Regions from separate parts of the Mus musculus genome. Here all the other regions are linked to region 3. A link is a contact called in public HiChIP or PLAC-seq and promoter capture Hi-C data. All regions are on one chromosome and are shown on one strand. The core of a region is the stretch at or near the end of the contact, and the rest is flanking DNA. Distances in the headings are between cores, read along the strand shown.

Region 1 (2,785 bases), core at 23-2,522, 840 kb before region 3:
ACCTCCTAAGTGCTAGGATTGTTTCTATGCAATTATCTAAATTTAGGAACTAACATGAGGCCTTGCTTGGTTTCTACAGCACTACATAGTGTCATCATTCATTTGCCTATTTCTTTGGTAATTTAATATATATTCAGTAATTGTTAGCCATGTCATAGTTAGCATGCATGTGTACATCATACCGATTCAGACCTTGACCTTCCAGCTAGGAAATACCTGTTCTTGGACAGTTATGGTAGCCTATGTCTGTAATCCCAGACTGAGGCAAGAGTTGAAACAAACAAATGGACAGGAAATAGTGGTGCATTTCTGTAGTCCCAGCATTCAGGAGGATGATGCAGTAGGACCACTGGCTGCAAGTTCAAGGCCAACCTAGTCTACATTCTGAGTTCCAGGCCAGAAAAGGCTACATATAGCAGGTTTCAAAAAACAAACTACCAAATAAAACCAAAAAAAGGGGGTAGGTAGTTTGGCCTAATCCTAATATTTGGATAAATCTTTTTATAAGATTTATTTATTTCATATATGTGGGTACACTGACACTGTCTTCAGATGGTTGTGAGCCACCATGTGGTTGCTGGGAATTGACCTCAGGACCTCTAGTAGAGCAGTCAGTGCTCTTAACCACCTAGCCATCTTCCAGCCCTGAGACCTATCTTTAAAAAAAAAAAAGCACTGGGTTGACCAGATGAACCTCAAGGTGACTCTCATAGGGTGTATTATGACCTCACAAACTTGTGGCCTGCTCCACTGCCACACTACACCTGCCTCCGAAATCACAAATGTAACAACAAAAAGATGTTTTTTTTTTTTAAGTCAAACAAATCAAGCACACACTGTTCTGTTTTGTGTAATGGCGCAGGCCTATAATACCAGCATTCGGAAAGTAGAAGCAATAGGATCTATCCTCTTCTACACTGCAAGTTCAAGTCCGGCCTGAGATAGGTAACCATCTGTCTCAAAAAAGCCAAAACCAAACTAACGTACACTGAAAAGAAAGAAAAAAAAAGTATGTCCCCTAAAGTCTCGGTCTCTAATAACACTAGGTTCAAAAGGCATTTCTTCCAAGAGAGAAGAAATTAAGGACAGAATGCCAGAGAGAGGCCTGTGACGCTCAGCCTTCTGGGAGACGTAGTTCTGTGGTTTGTGTTTCTGGCCTCTATGGCGCAAGAGTACGCAGATTAAGCGGAGTTCCTGCTAAATGCGCATGCCCGGGAGGCGGGGAACTGCGCATGACTGAAGGGCGGGGTCTCTGCGGGGGCGGGGCATCACAGGTGTTTGGGAAGCGCTCTGCCCGGCGGACAGGATGGCGGGCAGAGGTAAGCTAATCGCGGTGATTGGAGACGAGGACACGGTGACTGGTTTCCTGTTGGGCGGCATAGGGGAGCTAAACAAGAACCGCCACCCTAATTTCCTGGTAGTGGAGAAGGATACCACCATCAATGAGATCGAAGACACTTTCAGGTACGGTAGCCTGTTAGGCCTAAATGGGTCCTTCCGCTTGCTACAAGCACGGGGAGAATTGGTGGCCTGATAACCTGGGTGTCACGTGGTGATGGGGACCGGGATGGTCCCGGAAGTCGTCTGTCCACCCTGAGCAGGGGCCTCCGCCATCTAAGTTCCCTTTTGGGGCTCAGTGGGGTCCGGCCTACCGCAGGTCCACGAACTTTCCCCATCACATGATTGTGTGTCAGTTTAGGAGGGGAGTGGAGCTTATGGTCTGCACCAGCTGTAATTGGACGCCTGGAGCCTCTTGCCAGTGCTGACCGGCTTGTTCAGCCCTCTTCCGGGGTCTCTGTAGCGTATTCTCTGAACCTTAGTCTTTTCGACTAAGAAAACTAACCACCTCCAGCGTAGGTCCGGACAGTGGGCGCGTGTGTGTGTGTGTGTGTGTGTGTGTGTGTGTGTGTATACGCTTCATTTATCTTAGAGGCTTACAATTGTCCTGTAAGGTACTGGTTATTCCCAGTTACTAGTGAGAAAAATAAAGGACAATTGGTTAGGGCACAGGCACATTAGCCATAGGAGGCAGAACCCAGGTCAACTCTTTCTTTTTAATTACGGCGTTTGTGTGTGTCCGTGGGTAGGTGTGCACACATGGAGGTCAGAAGACAACTTGTGGAGTCAGTTTTCTTTCCATGGGCTTTGAGGATTGAACTCAAGTAACAGGGCTTGGATAACAAGCAGCTTTACCTGTGTCTTCTAAGTTACTACCCACTCTGTTTATTCAGCTCCCTGCAGTCTGCCATGGGGCTTCCATTTGTCTTGCGCACAATAAGCAAAACATCTGGGAAGTATGGCCTTCCCCAAAGACTTTGTACTTCAGATCTTCACATCATACCCTGGGTCGTAGTTTTTAAAACTGGGTGCAGGCATTCCTTTTAAGCCAGAAAGTGCACTGTTGACTAGAATTGAGGGTGCCAACTCTCTATTTTTTTTCCTCATTCCTTTTCTAGAATTACTATGCCAAATCTCAGGAATAAACTGCCCTCACCTGTTTCCCCTAAATAGCCCAGTCCAGGGATGCTGGCTGAGACTAGTTCCCACAGCCTGGAGCGTGGCAGGCTCTGACCTGGGAGACTGATCTCTTAGCAAACCAGTAAAGTGACCTCCATTGCCACTGGAGGACAGATCTTACTTCCAAGGATTTACCATGTTTCCAACAGGAAGGGGTCCTAAAATCACCAAGCCAAATCTACTCCATGCTCGACACAAAGTAGGTGCCCAGTGAATGACTTTTAATGAGTAAATACTTAGCTGAATGGGTGTGCATGTCTGTGTGTGG
Region 2 (2,778 bases), core at 172-2,671, 690 kb before region 3:
GAGTATAAAATGAAATAATGAATAAAGGGTGAAGAGAGAGAGAGAGAGCTAGAGATGTAGGCAGGACTGGATCCCCAGCACCAAACACAAGGAAAAGAAAAAGAAAGTAGGTACTTAGTCTGTTAAGAGGCTCCTTAGTTTTCAAAGAATTTCACAGTTCATAGACTAAAACCTAAACACTGTCAGCAAAATCACAAGCTATTAAAATTCATAAAAAATAAAAACATAGCAAAGGTGAGTGTGAAAAATCATGGAAGAAAATACAAAGTGTGAGTCAAAAAATGAAAAAACATGAGCCCAAAAATTTAACATGTGGAAATACGATAGATACAACACACACTCCACCACATGCTCACAAAAATATGGACTAATTAATATAGCTATGATAGCCATCTTACAAATAAAAACGTACAGGCAGAAGAAATACAGTAGGAATCTGATATAAAACAAAAGAACTACAAAGATTTCCTGAAACCATAACTAATTTTTCTTTATATTACGTTGCACTCCAATGAGAGGAGAAAATTTGTACGAACACGAATCTAGAAGCCTGAGAAATTTCGAGAATAACACGAATGAAAATCGGCAAGGGACACTGAGGGGTGAGTAAGGCTGCCAAAGGGAAGGTATTGCCAGATGCAACTCTTGAATACGGAAGGTGTACCAAAAGCACTTAAAGGAGAGCCAGACCACAAGCGAGACGTACAGAACTACAAAACGGATTCCACAGACGAGGGAAAGGGCCCGTTCGTGACCAATCAGTTGCCACTGGTTTCCGAAAGGCAGCACATCTGTGGCTGCTCAGCCCCACCCCGCGGCACCAGCTCCTTCGGAAAGAGGATCTCCCACTGCCAAGCGCTCCACTCAAGCGGAGAACCATCCCATCCCACTCGGCCCTGGTCCCGCGCGGCTCAGAACGGACTCTCCCCGAACCTCACCGAACGCTGCAGCTCCCCAAGCCAAAACGAGGCGCGCTCCTTTCCGCTGGGATCCGGGTCGTGGTAAAGCGCTTGCACCGCCTGGTACACGAGCTGCAAGGTTGGCTTGGCTCCCTCCATGCTGGCGGGAGCGGCGGCGATGACAGCAAAGAGCCCGATACTCCTCCCTAGGCTTCCGCTTGCTCTGCCTTCAAGCGTCCTCACTGTCTCGGCCACAGCCGCTCCCTGACTGGCGCCATCTCCTCCTTTCTGGCCGTTACCAGGGAAGGGGGGTTCCTCGTGGAAGTTGCCCCCTCGGAAACAGCGGAGAGGTCGCTTTCAGGTTCCTGCCTCCTTTTTGTCTTGTCTTCCCGCCAGAATCGCAGACTCTCGAGTCCGGACACGGGTTCTGGCTTCTGCACCTCCCGCCTTGCTCGCAGAGGCCTACCTCCGCATGACACGAACCACGCAGCGAGCCGAAGCAGGGCTTCCCCGGGCCGGAAGTGGCCGTCCGTAGACTTTGGCACACTTCCGCCTGGTGCACCACAAACTGCCTCCTTCCCGGCACGCCTCCTCTTGTTTCCCCCGCCTCCTCCCGGAAGTGACCCTGCCGGACTAGGAGAACCAAGGGGAAGTAGGCACAAGGTAGTCAGTCTCCTAGGTGCGTAAGTCTTTATTTGAGCTTCAAGTCTGGCTACTCTTAACGTTCCTGACCAAATCTTATCTCGTCAGCAAGGAATCCAAAGTCTTTCCTCCCGGTTCCTACTTCTTCACCCGTCTCCAAGGAGTGTTTAAGAAACATCAGTTCAGCCGGGCGTGGTGGCGCACGCCTTTAATCCCAGCACTCGGGAGGCAGAGGCAGGCGGATTTTTGAGTTCGAGGCCAGCCTGGTCTACAGAGTTCCAGAACAGCCAGGGCTACACAGAGAAACCCTGTCTCAAAAAAAAAAAAAAAAAGAAAGAAAGAGAGAGAGAGAGAGAGAAAGAAAGAAAGGAAGAGAGCCTGTAATCTCAGCTCTTGGAAGTTAGCCACAACACCATCAGGAGGAATTCAAGACCAGCCTCTAATACGTGGAACTCTGTCTCTTTAAAAAAAAAAACCAAAAAAAAAAAAAAAAAAAACAGCCAAGCGGTGATGGCAGACAGGTTTAATCCCAGCACTCTGGAGTCAGAGGCAGGCCTAACTCTTGAGTTTGGACCAGCCTAGTCTACAGAGCAAGTTCCTGGACAGCCAGGAATACACAAAGAGACCTTGTCTCAGAAAATAATTAACAAATAAATAAATAAATGACAAACAAAATCAACTGTCTAGCAATCCTCAGTTAACATGCCAGTTTCCCAATATTGCTGCTTCACTAAAAATAACTGTTAGTATCTAATGAAGGCTGACCATGTGTAATGTAATGTAATGTAGTGAAAGATTAACAACCTTCCAAAATAAGTCCTTTTTTAATGAAATAGTTTTGGTTTGCTTATTTGTTTGTTTGTTTGTTTGTTTGTTTCGAGACAGGGTTTCTCTGTGTAGAGGGCCCTGGCTGTTCTGGAACTCACTCTGTAGACCAGGCTGGCCTCGAACTCAGAAATCCGACTGCCTCTGCCTCCCGAGTGCTGGGATTAAAGGCGTGCGCCACCACGCCCAGCTCTAATGAAATAGTTTTAAAGACTTATTTTTATGTGTATGAGTGTTTTGCCTACATATTTATGCATGTGCAACTTGGTCCTGGAGGAGTTACCGTGTGAGCTGCTATATAGATCCTGAGAATTGAGTGTGGGTTCTCTACAAGATCAGTGAGTGTGTCAACTCTCCAGCTCCTAAACCTCATTTTAAAAGATGAGAATTTAAAGCTGTTCATGCTGGACCA
Region 3 (2,700 bases), core at 75-2,574:
CGGGGAGCTCCTTTCTCTCCTTCGTCCCAGCTGTCAGTTCCACAATATGGAGGGTGGCCTGCCTGCTAAGAGGGCCTGGGGGTCCTCACTGCATGCACTATGAGTGGGATAGGCTTTGTGAGTAGAAAGAAAAACAGGAAGGTTCTCCAGACCAGAAGGCTTAACAGGAGTGTCTGATTTAAAACACACGGAGCTCTTTATTACAAGAGGGGGCCCTGGGCAGGCTACTCTCTTCCTAATATAGAAAGGAATTAGGGATAAAGAAGGTTGCTTGAGTTACCCCAGTTTAAGCAGCACTGTGACTGGAAGGAACAGGGACACCCGAGAGAGAGAGAAAGAGAGAGAGAGAGAAAGGCTTCCCTCTCAGGAATTTCTATAATGAACCCATAAACCCAAAGCTAGCAAACAGGAAGCAAAGACCCTGAAGATGAGCTCCCGGTGACGAAGGAGGCGTCTAGTTATACCCCCACACACACCCCTAAGAAAGGGCCGTCTTAGGAATCCAAACGTCGTAGAGGGAAAGTCAGGGGCTGGGGGTGGGGGGGGAGTGCAAGGAAGGCGAAGAACAACGCACATCTCGGGGGGCTGCAGATAAAGGGGGACTGAAAAAGCCCTCGGCTCCGGGGAGGTGCCAAGGGGCCGCCGTAGGCACTGGGGGAGGGAGGGGAGGCGCGGCCAGTGGCCTGGAGTGCCCCGGAGCCCTCGAGTGGGCACCCCCACCCGCCCCACACGCAGTCCGAATTCCCCTCCATGAAGGATACAGCTTGACTACGTCCGTGTCCATCCGCCTCTTGCCGGGACTGGGGGATGACATGGTGTCGCCGCTGCCGCTGCCTCCCCGTCGCCTGCGCCGCCGCCGCCTCTCTCCCCTCCTTGGCCCGTCTGTCACGGGCTCCGGGCCCAGCTCGCAGGGCCCCGCGGCCTCGCCGGCTCCTCGGCCGAGGTGGCAACACCCGCGCGGTCCCGTGGGGTCCGCTCAGCCGCCGCCCCCCGCACGGGGGAACACCGGGCACTGCCCCGCCGAGTGGGGGCGGGGACCGAGGCGCCCGCTCGGGCTGCCCTCCGACTGAGGCTCCGCCGCGGCCCGGGCTGCCGCTGCTCCGCGCCGTGCGCCGCTCCCTCCCGCCTGCGCTAGCTCGTTCGCCTGCCCGCCCGCTCGCTCACGCTCTCGCCAGCTCCCAGCTGCTTCCTCCACAAGCCGACGACTCCAGCTCGGTCGGCCTCTCTACCCTAGCCTCGCTCTAGGCGCCGTGATGTCACCTCTGTGACGTCATCTGAGGGGCGGGGCGCCGGTGGGAGGGGAGGAGCATCGTCGTCGCGGTGTAAGCTTGTCAGGGGAGTTCTGGGAGATGTAGTTCCTCTTTCTCCTGCCATCGTGCATTCCCTCCGCCCCCTCCCCCAACCTCCTCACACACTTCATCGATCAACTGCCAGTGTCGTTACCATCAACATAAACGACGGTAGTAAATAATGGCAGTATGATTACATTCATACTTTATGTACCACCCTCTCAACAGTGCTGCAAAGGCTGTTTGGATATGGAGGAGGCCAAAGTGGCAATTACTCAGACTGGCGTCCAAATCTGGAAATTCCCACACCAGCATGTTCTCTCCACTCTGCTCCCTCTTCAGAGGGAATTGGTTTGCAGGGATTTAGACTACAGTAAGGCTTCCCCAGAGCTTGCAAACAGGGTTCATTTACCCTCTATGCAAACAAGGTCAACAACTCCGGAACTGCAGTAGAAGCAGCAAAGAACAGAAATAATTTGATACTAACATCCTCATTCTACAGAATTTGAGGTAAGTTGAGGTCCTTTTTAAAATCACAAAGGTGACTGATAGAAGCACCCTAAATAAGTTATAATGCAGAACAAAGACACAGTTCTGCCCTCTGAACTCCTATATCAGTTCATGACTCTGAGGATACAGTGTAGATGAAGATGAAATTTACACAGCTCTCCCAGAATGGACCAGAGTGTCAGCATCATTTGAGAACTAGGAAGGAATGCCTCTAGAAGGGCCTTAGGCCTACTCAATTAACATATGCAGTTGAACTAAGTTCTCAGACAGTTCCCTGAACAGTGAAGTCTGAGATATACTGCTCTACAGGGCTCAAAAGTACTGTAAACCTAAGGAGCAACAAGGTAAAAGAGGCAGAATAGTGCCAAGTATCCTCAAAAGCTTTATCTATTGTCTTTTCTCTATGACACACACTTGGACTTTGTCAGGTCAGGTACTGAGGGCTAAATTGAAGATCATTTGCTCCTATCTTTCTACCCTTCAAAATGCCAGCTATTTTTTTTTTTTTAGTTGTAACATACATATAAAATATACAATGTTAACCATATTTAAATATTCAATGCAACAGCAAAAAACCATTAAATATTGTGCAAGTATGACTAGTGCTCATTTCCTGAACCTTTTCATCAATCCAGACAGAAATCATGTGCCCTTAAAAGAATAACCCCTCCTCCCCATCCCACCAGCCCCTGGTAACTTCCACTCTATGTTCTGGGGAGAAAAAAAGACTATCCATTGCTTTCTCCTAGGAGAAATCTGTCAGCAGACGGGTATGAAAAGACTTCTAGCCACCTTTATCTGATCACTTCATTGAAGGAAGAAAACAAAACAAAACAAGATTTGTCTTTCTCACTGTCTGCACCAGACTCCCTAGGGTGTTATTGCCCCTACCAGCTTTCCT
Region 4 (2,700 bases), core at 195-2,694, 870 kb before region 3:
TCCAGAGACACCCCTGCTCCACACACCATGCACCACAGGGCTCTTTTCTGCTCCTGGCCCTTTCTGCCCTCCCCCTCCCTCCTAAGGACCAGGCCTTCTCCTTAGGTGAGAAGGAAAAAGAAATGATTGCTGGGAGCTTCACCATAAGCTCCGCCTCCCCCAACTCCTTTCCAAGTCCATAGTGGGCACCGCTGTCGTCTGCCCTTGAGGAAAGAGCTCCCAAAGATGCTTTATTATTGCCTTTCCTTTCATTATGACTGCGAGGAGGGAAATAAGGTAAAATGATTTACCCAAGCCTCAGCGGTCACATGGCTTGAATTAAGGACTGTCTTCCTTCAAAGCTAAGCTTACTTAGTCTCGAAGGATGGGGAAGCAGTGGACACACATCTGACCTCTCCTTGCGATGTAAATTCATTTGTAGGTCCTTCCCTTGTGTGTGGCAGGCAGCTTGGATTGCCTCAGTTTCTCTGTTGTGAACATTTCCCATGTCTCTCACCTTATTGGGCTTGCCCTCAACCCAATCCTGCCTAGGCTTCTAGCCTGCCTCCCTTCCTGCCCGCTTTGCCCCTGGCCCTGCCCACTTGCCCCAGTCACATTTCCCTTGGCTGCTCTGCCAGGGCTCTTCCTGCTATTTGGCACACTTCTACTTTCCCTGGGAAGATCTGCCCTGTGGCTCATGTGGGCACATTGCCCAGGGGGCTCCCTGGTACTACCTGGGCAGCCCTTTTGTCCTCTCATCAACTTGGTTGAGTCACGGGGGGGGGGGGGGCGCACACAAAGTGACTCACTGGGTACCCTTGTTCTGAGCTCAGCTTCATTCTGAGCCAGTGAGTCTAAATGGGCTAATGACCAGGGACACTGAGTCAGGTCAGGAGCCTTGGTTTCCCTGTGGCCCTGGGTTTGGATTCCAAATAACGGTTTAAGCATTTTTTTCTTGTAAAGTGGCAAAAGTCATGGAGCCCCCTTGAACTCAGTCTCTCCTGGTCAATGTCCCTGCTCCTTCTGGTGTTCTCTCTCTCTCTCTCTCTCTCTCTCTCTCTCTCTCTCTCTCTCTCTCTCTCACACACACACACACACACACACAATTTCCTTTCTGAGTTCTTCACAGGTGGACAATACAACCAGGCTAGAAGCCAGGACTCCTAGGCTGTGTCAACAGCCTTGTCACCAACTCCAGAAAGTTCTGTCAACACCAGATCAGTTTGTCTAGCCCTAACCACTGCCTCAGTTTCCCCATTACTTTCTTTAACCCAATCTGAGTGTGGAAGGAGTGTCCCTCATCCCTAAATGGCTAAGACTAGGTTGGGGTGTACAGTGTGCATGGGGAAGCTCAGGGCCAGCGCCCCCACCCCATCCCCGCTCCTGCTGAGGACTGCGTGGAGGAGGGGCGGGCGGAGGCGGGGCCGTGGGGCTCAGCGCGGCCCCCACCCGCGGGCCGGGCGGCATTCCTGGGAGGCCGGCGCTCTGACGTGGACCCTGGGGCTGCGGGCGCGGCGGGGGGGTCGGCAGCCCGGGGGCTTCTTAAACCCACTGCCCCGGCCCGGCCCGCACTTCCCGAGCACCGCTCCGCCCCGGGAGAGAGAGAGAGCCCTAGCCGGACAGCCCAGCAGCTCAGCCCAAGAGGCCAGCGAGCCCCGCCGCCCAGAGCGCTAACGAAGTCTCCGAGAACTCGGTGTCCCCGCGTCCCGCCCCGACAGCACCCACAGCCCGATCCCCAGGCCGTACTCCCCCGGCCCCCCGCCGCGCCACCATGATGAACAACAGCAACTATTCGGACGCCTCCGGCCTCGGCCTGGTTGACGAGGCGGACGAGATGCCGTCCACGGAGAAGGACCTAGCGGAGGACGCACCGTGGAAGAAGATCCAGCAGAACACATTCACGCGGTGGTGCAACGAGCATCTCAAGTGTGTGGGCAAGCGCCTGACCGACCTGCAGCGAGACCTCAGCGACGGGCTGCGCCTCATCGCGCTGCTCGAAGTGCTCAGCCAGAAGCGCATGTACCGCAAGTTCCACCCGCGCCCCAACTTCCGCCAAATGAAGCTGGAAAATGTGTCTGTGGCCCTGGAGTTCCTGGAGCGGGAACACATCAAGCTCGTGTCCATCGGTCAGTGCGGGGGTCACAGGGAACGGTCACAGCGGGGGTAGGAACAGGTCACATAGGTGCGGGTACTGAGATCCGGAACAGAAAACCTTTCCCTTGCCTGGTCTGATTTCTCCCTCGCCAGTACAGGCTGGAGCCCAGATACCCCTCTAGGACAGGTGGCACCCCTGAGAAGTTCCCTTCCGAAGTTGTCCAAACATCTTAGCTTCAGCCTCCCTACACACACTCCTACCGACCTGCCCAAAGTCCCCTCTTTTCCTTCCACCGGGCCACCCTTGCTTGCACATGCTTGCGAGGACAGGGCTGGTGCCCAGTGCTAATTCCTTGGGGGCGTATCCCGCCACCCACATGAAAGCAAATGGCTTCCCATCGCCTTCGTCGCTGGGCAAAAGCAGTCTTAAGACAGGTTCCAGTCGTCTCTGGGTTCTCAGGGCCCTGAGGCCAGGGAGACTAGTGGCCTGAAGCTCGCTGATGCGCTTGGCAGGCATGTGCTCCCCATCTGGGATCTGGCCGGACTAGAGCAAACAGAACCCGGCCTCAGAAACCTAAAAAGGCACTGAGCAACGTCCTGGGAGCTTTAACCCCTGATTGCCCTGGT
Region 5 (2,700 bases), core at 99-2,598, 590 kb after region 3:
TGTTTTTTTGGCTGTCCTGACTTTTGTACTTCCTAGGTTCTTTGCCCATTATTCTCAAACAGAATTGATAAGGCACTGTACACATCCAAGCCATACCTCCTGCAAGACAGCACTCTTCTCCAAATGCTGGAAAGGATTGGAACCACTACCTATAGTATAAGAAAAAGAGAAGGTCTTCAATAGCTGGACTACAAAGACTTTTCTAAAGGAGGATATTGCATGCTTGGAAATCTCACCTAAACAGAATGATCCCTTGGAAGTCACAAGGACAACTATTACTAATATGCAAAGAAGTTGGATGAAGTAATTTTGATTCTGGTTCAAATTCTGTCATTGCCATACTGAGATATCTTGGACTTCTCCTGATATAGGAACCCTATCCAAAATGAGTGCCTTCATTCCCTGCTTCCCCCTCCCCCATCCCATGGATGTTAACAAATGTGTCGGTTTCCACCACCACCAAGAGTAATGAGATGACAGGACACTATGGATTTCCCTAAAAGCAAGCCCTATTTTATGTGTTTCACACATTTACTGAAGCAGAAAGGAACAGTTTCGCAGAGAGTCACAGATGTAAAGGCCATGCAGGATGAGGCCATGAAGGTCCACTAACCCAACCTTCCACCACACTTGTGAGAGCAGCTACCACTGAAGAGCTGAAGATTTTTTTTTTTTTTTTTGAAGAGGCTTGGCATCTTCCCCACTTGCACTGCACCACAGACAGGTATCAACACGCAAGTCACTTCTGGATGCCTGAGCATTCAATGAGCTGTGTCCCACCGGGCAGTCTTAACCCCTGGGAACAGGAGAATCAAGGCCCTTCAGAGTCCATAAACACGCAACCCTGGCCCGGTCGACCCCAGCTCCCAAAACAGGGGGTGCTCGCCCTGGGGCCTAACCCCACCAGCAACCCCAGGGTACCGAGACTTGCGCGCGCACCTCCTCGCCCCCCGACAGGGCCCCACGGAGGGCCGGCTCGGAGGGGCTCGATCGGGGGGCGGGCGCGGGGGGCGGGGACGCGCCGGGGCGGAGCCGCCGAGCGCTCGAGGCGACTCCCGGCCAGGAGCGCGCGGCCCGAGGGGAGGCCCCGGCGCCGGGGGAGGGGCTTCGGGCAGACCCCGCCGCTGCGGCCGCCCCCCAGAGCAGGTGGCTGCGGGCGAGGGAAGGGGGGAAACCCTTGCGCCTGAGAGTGGGCGTCCGGAGCGCCGCGCGTACCAGACTCCTCGTCCTTCTTGTCGAATTTTTTAATCATCTTGGACGGCTTCCCAGCGCCCAGACCCACCGCAACCGTCCCAGGCGCCGCAGCCGGCGAGCGGAAGACGCTGCAGGAAGGCAGGCCCTGGGTTCTCGCACCGGTTGGGCCGGCGGGCCGTCACTCGGGGCCAAGGCCCGCCCCCCTCGGGCCTCCGCGGCCGCCCTTGCCCCCTAGGGACGCAGGCACGCCCCCTGCTCCGCCCACTGCCGCACGGGGGCGTGGCCAGAATCTGCCCGGAGGCTCACCACGCCCCGCTTCACAAACTCTGCAAGCCAGGTCTGAGACAACAAACAGGGAACTTTATTTGGTTAGTGACTTCTCCAGGCCCCCTCAGTTCTTGGAGAGTGAGGAGTGGGGCTTTAAGTCTTTGTCTTCACCAAATGACAGCCGCATCTTTGACAATCCACTGCTGGGCCCTTCCATGGCGAAAGAAGCTCTCCCCTGGCACACTTCTTGTAGGCTTCTCTTCTAGGAGCTTTGAAAATGTCAGGGGTTCCCAAAATACTTGCGAAGTTGGTGTTTCACTCTCTGACTTCATGGAAACTACGACAAAGCATAGGACACGTTGAATGTGCGACTCTGAGAGCACTAGAAGCGTACTAAAAGGAAGGCGTGATGTGATCCATTTGAGGAGACCGAAAAGCTGGTCTTAATTTAACTTTCCAAGAGGGTAGATTTGGGGACTGCCATTCCCAACTTCTTATGATTCCTTCTTCACCCAAACCAGTGTAGTTTTCTTGGCTTTCACCATTTTCAAATGATTCAATCTGCATAACACTCAAGTAATTTAAGGGATACTCATGTGTCTCAGTGCTTTTCCAAATGTTTTCTCTTTTTTTTTTTTTTTTTTTGTCCTCGTCTCAGAGTATGAAAAACACGCTTTTAATGCCTTGGGCATCGAAGACATCACATTTCTAGAAGGTCTTTCCAGCTTCACCTGTTCTTAGGGCGTTGACTACTTTAAGATCTTAATGACAGTCCTTCCTCCGTTGAGGGCGTGGTTTGCCTCTTGGGCAACCTTCTAACCAAACTTGACAACTTCTACTCAGATCTCTCTCTCTCTCTCTCTCTCTCTCTCTCCCTCTCTCTCTCTCTCTCTCTCTCTCTCTCTCACACACACACACACACACACACACACACACACAAATGATAGGGCATCATTTGGGGGACAGAGATGTTAGCTTAGAAATGGCACCACTAGTAAAACACCCTGGCAGCTTTGTTATTGTTGAGGAAATGCACCATAACTGTCTGTTCATTTTAGGTACAAAAGTAAAGCACTCATATTTGGAGAGGGCATATGTAGTCGCCATAAATGACACTAGAGCTGAAGGCTGACATATTACTTTATACATGAAGATCTATCTCATCCTGACAGGGCTTAGAAAAGGTCCTACCTAGATTATGCTACATACCCTTAAGAAAAATTTCAAACTGGGCATGAT
Region 6 (2,870 bases), core at 230-2,729, 610 kb before region 3:
AAACTCAGTAATCTGATCTCAAGTCCTTCTACAGCCTCCATTCAGTTGAACACATACTGCATTCTCAGGCACCGCTGCACCAAGCCGGGAAAAGTGATAGGCTTAGTTTCCACACAACACGCGGTTTGCTTTTATCTGTCCAAGCTTCGACACACCTTTTTGTGTCCACCTGGATTTCACGTCCCCACTGTCTCTAAAATCTCATCCTCCTCGTTTCTCCCGCCATGACACCTTCTGGTGCTCAACTTCTTCCAATTACATAATAGTTATTCATGCAGTTATTGTATTTCCACACTGGATTTTGAATCCTATTGAAACAAAATACCAGGGCTAGAGATATGGCTCAGTTATTAAGAGCACTTGTTGCTCTTACAGAGGACCAAAGTTCAGTTCCCAGCACTGACTTAAGGAGCTCACAAATCCCGGTAACTCCAGTTCCTGGGGATCTGACATCCTTTTCTGGCTTCCATCAGCACCTGTGTGCACAGTGGTACACACACACACACACACACACACACACACACTCACACACACACACATTTTAAAAGAATCTTTTAAAGGAGTGAAAGTACCACATTTTAGTGAGCCCCCTTATCAGCCATCTCCGTGTAAGTCATTTGCATGCACTAACAGATTCTTATTTGATCAATGCCTTACGCTGCAGTTTTCCCACTCAACGTTACAAAAAGTGTAGCTTGGGGAATCACGCTATTGATGGCAAAATCAGACTCCTCCCCAGGTTAAAATCGTACTTGTGTAGCTAGTACAATGTACACCACATTGTACTTGGGAGTCAATCTGTGCATATCCTATTAACATGCCAAACACAAAACAAAACAAAATTAAAAACAAAAAACCGGTGTCTCCACGTAAACAAACGTTCTGAGAGGGTTTGGATAGAGAGGTTGGACGGTAATGAGAGAAAAGGATGGTTTGAGAATTCCACTGTTAGGTTATGAGGCTTTTAAAACGAGCATTTAAAGTATTTGATTGCTAAGCAGGGGTATTTATTCTTCTCTTTCTGGTTGTTAGTACCTGTCATTTGTCACTCTGATTTTATTGTCTTGATCCCTGAGGATCAACCTTCTTTTCTATTCCCACAGCGTTTAACGAATTGCTCAACACACAAAGTGCGTACTTGTTGATTTTAACGTACGTGTGTTTGCGTGCGTGCACAGCAACTGGGCAGAGGACGTGGGTGTGGGATGCAGGAAACATTCCTTTTCCTCATTCTTTTTCCCTTAAGCAGCTGCAGCCTGCAGGCTTTCCGTCTAGGCGGGCAGAAGCAGAACCACTGACCCTTTAGCAAGTTGTCCCTCACAGAACAGGTGTCTCCCCCGCCTCTCGGAGGAGAGGGATGGCTGGCTGCTTAGTGACATGGGCCGCCGACCAATGAGAAGTCAGCCTCGGGCAGCCTCACCAATGGCCGTCCGGGGGGCGGGCCCGGTTTCCTGAGAGCCGGGCGGGCCAAGCTGGTCTGCGGCCGCGGTGGAGTCTCCGCTGCTCACGCTGCCCGCCGCGGCTTCAGCGGCGGCGCCGTTCCCTGGCCGCGCGGCTCCCCGACGCACGGTTCGGGCGGCTCCCGGCGCGGCGCGGCTGCCCCGGCGTTCGGGTCCCCGTGGCCCCGCGGCTCCCGCCCCGGGCTGCAGGGCGCACAGGTGGGCCGGTGGCCGCTGGGAGATAGGCCCCCCGGGGGCAGCGGCGGACCATGGCGCGGAGACCTGGCGTGCCGGCTGCCTACGGGGACGAGTTCTCCTTCGTCAGCCCGCTGGTGAAATACCTGCTCTTCTTCTTCAACATGCTCTTCTGGGTGAGATTCGGGGGGTCAGGGGGCACCCGGACTCTCGGGCATCTCTGGAGCGCCGAGGGGGCTGCCTGAGGCTGGGAGGTTTGGCCTGGGCTGCCCGGTGCCCAGGAGCGTGTCGAGTGGTGCTTCGTAGTTTTCTGAGCTGGTGACACTTGGGGGCATTTCTCCGGGGGAGGAAAACCACAGTGGCGCCGTGTCAAAAGGGGACGTTAAGAGGTGGGCAATCATCCTTGCTGCCAGGGATGAAGCTTTAGCAGGGATGAGGATCTGTGTCAGGCCATGAAATAAAAAGGGTTTGGGGAAAGAAAGAGCTGGCTGGACAGCCCCATGGGCATATTTCATGGTTAGGGACTTTCAGGCCTGGGGGCTGGAAGGCCCGACTGGCCATACGGGGCGCGGGGCGGGGGTGGAGGGAGAGAGAAGGAAGAGAAACCCCAAGCCTTCCTTCGCCCCAGTTCCTCAGGGGCTTGTGTCAAGGGACTATATCTGTCCCTTTTGCAGGCCTCGGGTGTCTGCTCCTGTCAGGGCTGAAAAGGGTTAAGAATGGTCTCCAGGTCCGATGTGTACCCCAGCATGGCCCTAAACTTTGCCCTACCTTCTTCAAGACCAGCTTCTCTACTTGGAGCTGACAGGCTTCAGATGATTCAAATAGGATTTTGTTGTTGTTGTTGTTGTTGTTGTTGGGCTGGAAGCTATGGCTCCTTTCAGAATCTTTTGTTTGGGGTGGAAAAGTGTAAACAATATTAACCCCGAGCTCCTGACACCTGGATTTCCGTCCCCTCTCTACCATCCTTATTGATTTGACTGATCTGGGTAAATATGTTCAAGTCCACAGGCCTGCCCTTCCTCCCAGCAAAAATCTAATGCAGTGTATTGGGGGATGGCAGGAGAGGGCTGAGAATTCAGGGGGAGGGGGAGCCCATTAGAGAATGCTAGCTGAGTCCTGTTTCATAGCCAGAGAGTGCGTGGGCCCCTCTGGATTTGATAACAAGGGGAAGTCCTTCCCCATCTCTCCATTCTTCTGCCAGCTTCTACTGCACCAAAGCTGCAGCCCAGAAGCCTA

What was found. Promoter capture Hi-C pulls out the DNA fragments that hold promoters and counts their contacts. HiChIP or PLAC-seq counts read pairs in DNA pulled down with a chosen protein or histone mark.
Region 1: a promoter capture Hi-C map of liver shows a contact between it and region 3, with 7 times the contacts expected there. The contact joins the promoter of Atp6v1f here to the promoter of 1700095J07Rik in region 3. A contact is called at or near these places in 4 of 39 promoter capture datasets (the C10 cell line, hippocampal neurons, liver and 1 more).
Region 2: a contact with region 3 is called in a promoter capture Hi-C map of pre-B cells, with 5 times the contacts expected there. The contact joins the promoter of Tnpo3 here to the promoter of 1700095J07Rik in region 3. A contact is called at or near these places in 9 of 39 promoter capture datasets (the 3T3-L1 cell line, 3T3-L1-derived adipocytes, the C10 cell line and 5 more), 1 of 484 Hi-C or Micro-C datasets (muscle stem cells) and 4 of 115 datasets of contacts at active chromatin or transcription factors (astrocytes, memory CD8 T cells, pancreatic cancer cells and 1 more).
Region 4: a FOXA1 HiChIP or PLAC-seq map of pancreatic cancer cells shows a contact between it and region 3. The contact joins the promoter of Flnc here to the promoter of 1700095J07Rik in region 3. A contact is called at or near these places in 6 of 39 promoter capture datasets (3T3-L1-derived adipocytes, cranial neural crest, frontonasal cranial neural crest and 3 more) and 1 of 115 datasets of contacts at active chromatin or transcription factors (pancreatic cancer cells).
Region 5: a promoter capture Hi-C map of pre-B cells shows a contact between it and region 3, with 6 times the contacts expected there. The contact joins the promoter of Copg2 here to the promoter of 1700095J07Rik in region 3. A contact is called at or near these places in 9 of 39 promoter capture datasets (3T3-L1-derived adipocytes, cranial neural crest, frontonasal cranial neural crest and 5 more), 2 of 484 Hi-C or Micro-C datasets (embryonic stem cells and pre-B cells) and 2 of 115 datasets of contacts at active chromatin or transcription factors (astrocytes and pancreatic cancer cells).
Region 6: an H3K27ac HiChIP or PLAC-seq map of cardiomyocytes shows a contact between it and region 3, with 6 times the contacts expected there. The contact joins the promoter of Tspan33 here to the promoter of 1700095J07Rik in region 3. A contact is called at or near these places in 18 of 39 promoter capture datasets (the 3T3-L1 cell line, the HPC-7 cell line, HPC-7-derived erythroid cells and 12 more), 1 of 484 Hi-C or Micro-C datasets (erythroblasts) and 1 of 115 datasets of contacts at active chromatin or transcription factors (cardiomyocytes).

What each region holds. Positions count from the first base shown.
Region 1 is chr6:29,466,511-29,469,295 of GRCm38.p6, forward strand. It overlaps Atp6v1f (ATPase, H+ transporting, lysosomal V1 subunit F), which reads left to right and starts at 1,273. Exons shown (of 2, transcript NM_025381.2): 1 at 1,273-1,464. The coding sequence starts at 1,307.
Region 2 is chr6:29,608,428-29,611,205 of GRCm38.p6, forward strand. Tnpo3 (transportin 3) reads right to left here and starts at 1,422. Exons shown (of 23, transcript NM_177296.5): 1 at 939-1,422. The coding sequence starts at 1,058.
Region 3 is chr6:30,303,291-30,305,990 of GRCm38.p6, forward strand. It overlaps 1700095J07Rik (RIKEN cDNA 1700095J07 gene), which reads left to right and starts at 1,325. Exons shown (of 2, transcript NR_166056.1): 1 at 1,325-1,799. It overlaps Ube2h (ubiquitin-conjugating enzyme E2H), which reads right to left and starts at 1,249. Exons shown (of 7, transcript NM_009459.3): 1 at 762-1,249. The coding sequence starts at 814.
Region 4 is chr6:29,431,709-29,434,408 of GRCm38.p6, forward strand. It overlaps Flnc (filamin C, gamma), which reads left to right and starts at 1,445. Exons shown (of 48, transcript NM_001081185.2): 1 at 1,445-2,105. The coding sequence starts at 1,751.
Region 5 is chr6:30,895,446-30,898,145 of GRCm38.p6, forward strand. It overlaps Copg2 (coatomer protein complex, subunit gamma 2), which reads right to left and starts at 1,349. Exons shown (of 24, transcript NM_017478.3): 1 at 1,216-1,349; 2 at 97-149. The coding sequence starts at 1,252. It overlaps Tsga13 (testis specific gene A13), which reads right to left. Exons shown (of 8, transcript NM_054073.2): 8 at 1,536-1,798. The coding sequence ends at 1,629.
Region 6 is chr6:29,692,735-29,695,604 of GRCm38.p6, forward strand. Tspan33 (tetraspanin 33) reads left to right here and starts at 1,480. Exons shown (of 8, transcript NM_146173.3): 1 at 1,480-1,810. The coding sequence starts at 1,709.